Linked DNA regions of Mus musculus: region 1 is linked to region 2. A link is a contact called in public ChIA-PET data. All regions are on one chromosome and are shown on one strand. Each heading gives the region's core, a stretch centred on a gene start, on an enhancer-like site or on the middle of the called end of the contact. The rest is flanking DNA. Distances are from core to core; before and after follow the strand shown.

Region 1 (3,602 bases), core at 452-2,951, 150 kb after region 2:
AGGAGCTTCTCGTTGGAATGTTCCTCCTCCCACAGCCTTTAGGAAACTGACAAGGAGACAAATTAAGGTCTGTCTCGCCAGCGCATGTTGGCAGGGAGGCTTGCTCTGACCCACGGTTAGCTAGCATAGCCTCTGGGATCACCACATGACCTGTTTCCCAAGCGGCCAGAACAGCTTAGTGGCAAAGCCCTAGATGGACCCCAAATTAAGGATCTAAATGATTAGGGGTGGTGGGGTACAGAGACCACCTGGTCTGTATTTCTTCTCAAATAATCCTAAGAAGCTGCCCTAGCCCCTGGGCCAGCGCTGCTCTGTACCTCCTGGTAGAGTTCGTCTTCTGGGCCAGGTTCTTGCTTGTGGCGCTTGGAATTCATGCAGACGCTGAGCAGTTTGTCCCCTGCCAAGGTGGGTAGGACTGCCCACAACCCCAAGAGGATCTGCCACCACTGTGCCATGACCTGCCACAGAGAGAAGCCCATGGTAAAGAGAACCTAGTCTTCTGAAAGACCAGGAAGGTAACACCCACCCCACTCCTGCCAACCACCAGGCACTGAAGAGGGAGGAGGGGCTCCAAGGCTTCCTTAGGTTGCTGAAATATTCTGGCTGCTCCTAGAACCTTCTGTGTAGAGCAGCATCACAGAATGTAGAGTAAGACTTGGATCTGGCACTCATTACAAACCATTGCAGGAATGTAGAAAGCAAACTGACCAACAGGGGAAAAGAGAAGAAAAAGAAAAACAAACAAACAAACAAACAGCAGCTCTGAAGAGGAGGCCAGGCAAGGAATGGATCTAAGCTGCTCACTTAGATACAGTTTGCTAGTTTGGTAATAATATGGATTCGAAGTTTAGAGCTTTAATCCCAGCCCACAGCCAGCCTCTTGGCCAAGTAACCAATTCCCAGTAAACAGATTCTCCTTATGGCAAAAGAACATGGTGGGGTGGGATGTCAAAGCCAGCTTTATCCATCACATGCCAACCCTAGTTCTATTCCCTAGGAAGGGTCCACACCAGCTCCTCAGAGTAGTTCATCCCCACCCTGACCCTTCAACCAATGAGCTTTCCTTAGCTCATTTCAACCAACCCCAGTCTATCTCAGAGACACCCTATGTGTCAGGCTGTAACAGACAGCCTAAGACCCCTGCTGGCCTCTCAGGGCTAGGGGCTGAGGAGACTTCCACCTTTAAGCCCTCATCCTAGCACAGGAACACGAAGGCTGGCTTGTACCTTGGTGTTTGCTGATACATTTCCAGTTCTCTTCTGGGTTGTACTGGCAATGGGGGGCGGTGGTGGAGAGGCTGGACAGAGAGATCGCCCCTCTGCTAGAACAAGGGCAAACCCGGCTTCAGGAGGGCTCCAGTCAGTCCTCACTGCCAGGACTTCATGGGTCTTACGTCACCTAGGCTTGCTGGGAGCCTGCCCTACACATCAGCAGTTTAGCCGGAGTAGTAGTCTACCTCAGGATGTCTGAGATGTGACTTAGAGACCCAGACTCTTCTGCAGAACCCATCCTGAACTCCAAACCCAAGACTGTTCTTCCACAGAGCCAGCTCCAAGTTTGCACAAAGAACAACTATTCTGAAAGACCGGGAAGGTAAGATGAAGAGAGGAAAGACACCAGCCCCCTCAGCATTGTCTTCAGATGTACCTTCAAGGCAGGGCCCTCCTGTTGCTCCTCCTGATGCCAAAGAGGTGAGCGGGCTGAGGGCGCTCCACCCACTGCCCTTTTATCAGCCTTCAGCTTCTATGAGCTACAGGTGTGGAGAGCCGCCAGTAGCTAGACCTGAGTAGCCTGCCTCCAAGAGAGAGAGAGAAACAAGACCTTGTGGTACCAGAGATCCCTGAAGTGGGTGGCAAGTTCAACTCTCAGCACTGCTTCTAACCTGTGAGAACTTGGAAATAACTTAGATTCTATCAGTCTGTTGCTCTGTAATGAGAGCTGTTGGCAGAATCTGTCCGGCGGGGTGGGGGGTGGGGGTGGGGTGAGAGGGATCATGAAAAGTTCACAGCCCAGGGATGTCTTAACAGTCCTTCATCTTTTGTTCTCAGAAGCTTCCTCGGGTCCCTTCCTCTGCTCAGACCCCTGGGGCCTCTGAGTAACAGAATCCTCCCACAGCATCCGGGTCTAGCTTAGCAGCACGCAGGTGCACAGACAGGCAGCTTGGCCAGCCAAGAATTTAAGCAACAATCAAAGCTGAAACAAAAGCCGCCCCTCAGGGCCACCAGGGGCAGCCTGCATTTGCACCCTGTGCCTGGTCTGATCGCTGCTCCAAAGGTCCCATTGGAGGTGATGCCCATAACTTTGCTTGTCTTTTATGTTCTGTCTCCAAAGGAAAAGTAGCCAAAAATCACTGAAATTTCATACAAAAAGTAGTAAATAAATAAAAACATTCCTTGTGATTTCCACCAAGGAAGACAAAGTACAGCACACGGTGTTCAGCTGCCAGTCAATGTACAAAGCACATTGATTTTGTGCAGGGAAAATAGCAGTTTCCATGCGTGGGTATGGAGTACTGAACATCCACGAGGACTAGTCACGGGGCTGGAGGCTAGGGCACTGGTACACAGTCTGGCTTACTGCCTGCAAGAATACCCCAAATGAGCACTCTCTTTTGTAGGGGATACTGAGGCTCGGACAGAGGTTGATGGAGCTAGAATCTGAGAAAGGCTTGTTTGACTCCATATTTAATGCTTATGAACCAGGTGAGGGGGATGCCCCCAGGACTGAGGGGTAGAAACTATCCAGATCTTTAAAAAAATTAAACGTCACAGTCAGACTTTGGGGGTGGGGGTGTGTTGGCTTTTCCGGAACAGAGCAGTAATGGTTATCAGCCCAACTTGCATGTCTGGTCTTCAACAGAGCTGAGACTCATTTCCTGAAGCCAGAGGCCAAATGGAAAGGCATTTCTGCTTCGAGGGTCTCTTTTGTATCGGTGTCCACAGGGACAGCAGAGGCAGGTACTCACGTCTGTCCTGTATAGACACCCAGGGAGCAACAAGTCTTGACAAGTAAGCGTTTTGGAACTGAACATTAAATTTAAAATGACTGTGGATGTGGCAAGAGCAAGAATCCAAAAATGAGTCACACGAGTCATTACTGGAATGGAAAAATGTCCTCCACAAGGAGGGAGAGAGATAAGGAGGACTCTCTTAGCCACCTCCAGGACAGAGCTATAGGAATTGTGTCAAAATTGCAGCCAGCATGGATGCAGGTGCAGTGGGGGAGGGGTGATTGCAGAGAGCTCCAGGCCAAGCATCTGTCCCTAGAGAAGTGCTGTGAGGCCCTTGAACAGAGCTCATTTTGCCTTATTTTGTCCCAGTCTTCCAGAGAAATCTGTTTTCCGATTGAAGGCTGCTAAATCAGGGCTGGCTGTGGATGGAGCCACTCAAGCAGCCGAAAACAGCAACAGATTAAAGACCAGGGGAAGAGGGGCAGGCAGTTAAAGGCATTCTGAAGGGGGAGGGAGGGGCAGTGAATGGGGTGACCTGAAGTGACAGGGATGCTGGATGGTGATGCCTGTCCTGTCTTCCCACCGTTTGGGTTATCAGGTCATCCAAAGCAATGCATTTGAAGACAAACAAAAAACAAAAAAGCTAGGACAC
Region 2 (3,590 bases), core at 161-2,660:
CTGCCAAGTTGTGGATGCTCTTGGGCTGGTCCCCAGAGGTCTGCACAGCTTGGCATGTCCGGCACCATTGCTCATCCCAGAAAGAGGTGATGTGCACTGCAAAGCTCCGGCGCCAGCGGAAGTAGCGGCGATAGACAGCCACGTTTCGGTCGAGAAAGAGCAGGTAGGCAGCCAGGGAAGCAGCATTAGGGAAATCGTCCACGTGGATGAAGGCGCCACGAGGCACGAAGCGCTCATAGTTGGCACGATCTGGGCCGAGCACCACTGGCACGGCCCCAGCCAGAAAGGCATTCCGCCACAGCTTCTCGGTGATGTAATCCACGTGCCGTGAGTTCTCAAAGGCTAGATAAAACTTGTAGCGGGCCACAGTGTGCAGCAGCCCGATGGCTGGCACTGGCCGTCCGGGTCCCGTCCGACCAAACACGTCCACAGACACGTGCCGACTCAGCTGGTGGTAGTAACGGACCCGTGCCTGGTGCTCGTTCCAGTTGCTCACAACCCAGGCCACCAGTCCTCGCTTGCGGGCCAGCTGGGGGCCCAAGCCTGAAGGCTGTTCAGTTGGATCGCTCCTGGAATAGAGGAAGCCATAGGGCACGAAGACATCCGAGTCGGTCCGGTAGGACAGTGTCCAATTGAAGAGGTCCTTGGCCAAGCCCCGCAGCCCTGGAGTATGGGAGGGCGATTCGAAGTTCATCCACACCCACCTCTGCCCAGGGGGACGAGAACCTACGGTCTCCAGGGCTTTGCCAGTTAGCGTCACTGCTCCCTCCTGGTCGTCGAACACGCGTAGTACCAGCGCCTTATCCGTGCGTTCTCGGGCGCCCCAGGGCGGGGGCCAGTCGTGGAGTTCCTTCACCAGGTCGCGGTGGTGGAACAGCACTGCCTGAGCCTCCCCGTAGGCCGCGCGGTCGGTGAGCAAGCGGCAGCCGCTGATGTTGAAGCGCAGGCTGCAATCGGGGGGAGACTTGGGGTAGCCGCCGCGCCCCCTAAAGGGTTCCCACCAGAGCAGCACACCCACCAGGCGTTGCGGAGCTGGGGACGCCCAGGGCAGTGGCGGCAACTGTCCCCAGCAGATGAAGGTGGTCAACGCGGTGCACAGTAGTCCCACTGCCGCCAGCGAAGAGACGCTCCGGGGTAGTCCCCAGCCTCCACACCGTGTGCGACGCCGGTACCCCGGCGTCTCCATGTGGCGTCCACGAGTGGCCACCGCGGCTCGCCACGCGTCCACCGTCCGTGAGGGGCGGCACCGGCTCTCATGCTGTAGCTCTTGCCGGGCCGGAGCCATGGAGGGGGCGGGCGGGGCATCGGCGGACCCACGGGCGGTGCCTCGCCCCTCCCAAGTCCAGGATAAGGTGAGCCGGGCCGGCAGCCCTGGCCCAGCGCCACCCTGACCCTTCCAGACACTGTTCTCCTAGCCCTGCGGGCCCGGCCTGGGGCGTTTCCTGCTGCGCCTGCGCTGGCTGTCCTGCCCAGCCAGGGCTCTTGGACTCCGAGAAACAGCGCCCCGCTGGCGCCTCACCTGGGGTCGTGGCCTCTTGCTGCGCCTTCGTTGTTCCTGCGCCTAGGCTGGCAAACCCTCGCCTTGCACTGGATACCTCCCCCAGAAGCCTCGAAGGGGTGGTGGGGTGGGGGTGCGATCCCACTGTAGAACTCAGAGCAGAATCAGCTTCCTTATTTCACTCTGCCTGGCCAACGACGCCCCTGGGGGGAAGAGGGGGAGGGAGGGAGGAAGGGAGCCCTAGAACAGCTGGAATGTAGTCAGGACAAAACAGGTCAGCTGTGGAGTCAGACACCAGCTGGGGCAGTGTGACTGGTCCTAAGAACCAGCATCCTCTGAGAGAATTATGTGTCAGTGGCCTTTCCAGACCAACCAACCCCTACCCTTTCTTTTTATTCACAGAAGCTATGGTTGTAATTCAGATATGAACCAAAGATGTGAGACCAACAAAGTATTGCAGGGCTAGCTATGCAAGCCTACCATCAGTATCACATGACATAGCCAGAAATGGCCACTTCATGCTGTTTTTTTTTAAGATTTATTTATTATTATATCTAAGTACACTGTAGTTGTTTTCAGATGCACCAGAAGAGGGCGTCAAATCTCATTACGGATGGTTGTGAGCCACCATGTGGTTGCTGGGATTTGAACTCAGAACCTTTGGAAGAGCAGTCCGTGCTCTTAACCACTGAGCCATCTCTCCAGCCCCACTTCATGCTGTTAGTGCATTACTGAAATGATCTGTCACTATCTGTTCCTTATGAGAAAGTGACTGGGTATCAAAAGACTGTGACTATGGGAATAGCTTACTGTGACCTTTAGACACTCCATAGGCTTTCAGTGGAAAACAGTAGACATGTATGTGTTCATCAGAATTCAAATTCCACCGAATTAGGTCACTAAGGTTGACTTATCCTGGAGCAGCTGTACATTCATACAGTAATGGCCAGGGAGATTTGGATTGGTTTTAGAACCTTTTCAAGATTGAAGAGATAGAAATGATCCCATCTAAATTTCATGGGATAAAAATGGGAAGAAAGTAGTTCCTTCAAAGATAGTGTGAAGTGCTACTACCTAAAGAAGAGTTAAGCAGAAATGTGCCTCGCCCCATAAATAAGGCAATACTAGTAGACGATGAAGAGGCTGCACTGATGGTGCTCTCAATCTCCTTGGGAATCATTCTAATTTAGTAACAAGGAGGGACTTTATAGTTAGAGGTCTCCTGTTTCACAGAGCATTGCTCAGGGGGAATCAGCTTTCAATTCTCTGTGTAAAGATAACAGCAAGGTCAGCTATAAAGGAAGACTGTTTGTATGCTAAGGTTGTGTAGATAAATGCCCTATAACTCAACGGTCAGGTGGAGGGAATCAATTCACAATTTGCAAAGGTTGTCTGTTTGCCTCCCATTTCGTATAGGCCCAGGCTCTGTGGGGAAAGGAGCCAGGAGAACTGTAATTCCTAAATTCAAACTCATTCTTTATTCTTCCTCCATGGAAATAGTTCATTTGACTTTTCTATTTGTTTTTGGTTTATGATGTATGGTCCCATGGAGCCCAGGCTGGTCTCAGATTTACTAGGCCTCCAAGGCTGATTCTCCTGCCTCAACTCCATGTGCTGGGGGGTTACAGGTGCATGCTGCCATGCCTGGATGGAGAGAATTTGAACCAAGACCACAACACTTCTTCCTAAGACTACCTTGTGTTCCTCACCAGAGAGAGCTGGTGTTTCCTAAGGGAAGCCCCAGAATATGTTCTGATGGCCTCAGTCTGTACCCAAACTCTGTGAGAGTCTGACTGCTGTCAAAGGGGCTGGTATGTTTTGGTTGACTGTAAGGTTTCTGGAGCTGAATGCACACCTCTCAGATGTACATTCAGTTGCTTTCCTAGAAGAGAGAAAGAGGCAGTGCAAAGTCCATTTTCTGTTAGGAGTCATGTAAGTTATGTGCTTATCCTAGAGGCCAGTGAGCAGGTGTAGCAGGCAAGGCAAATAGGCAGTATTCTTTCTTATGTCACACACACATTTTATCTGCATAACTGGGGAAATTGGTATGAAAAGAACAATAGTTAAAAGTTGTTAGAGATTGCTTAAAATT

The links. ChIA-PET counts read pairs in DNA pulled down with a chosen protein or histone mark.
Region 1: a contact with region 2 is called in an RNA polymerase II ChIA-PET map of memory CD8 T cells, with 6 read pairs. The contact joins the promoter of Izumo1r here to the promoter of Fut4 in region 2. A contact is called at or near these places in 2 of 115 datasets of contacts at active chromatin or transcription factors (effector CD8 T cells and memory CD8 T cells) and 1 of 9 other capture datasets (liver).

Annotation. Positions count from the first base shown.
Region 1 is chr9:14,902,066-14,905,667 of GRCm38.p6, forward strand. It overlaps Izumo1r (IZUMO1 receptor, JUNO), which reads right to left and starts at 1,702. Exons shown (of 5, transcript NM_022888.3): 1 at 1,648-1,702; 2 at 318-458. The coding sequence starts at 455.
Region 2 is chr9:14,750,712-14,754,301 of GRCm38.p6, forward strand. Fut4 (fucosyltransferase 4) reads right to left here and starts at 1,411. Exons shown (of 1, transcript NM_010242.3): 1 at 1-1,411. The coding sequence starts at 1,285.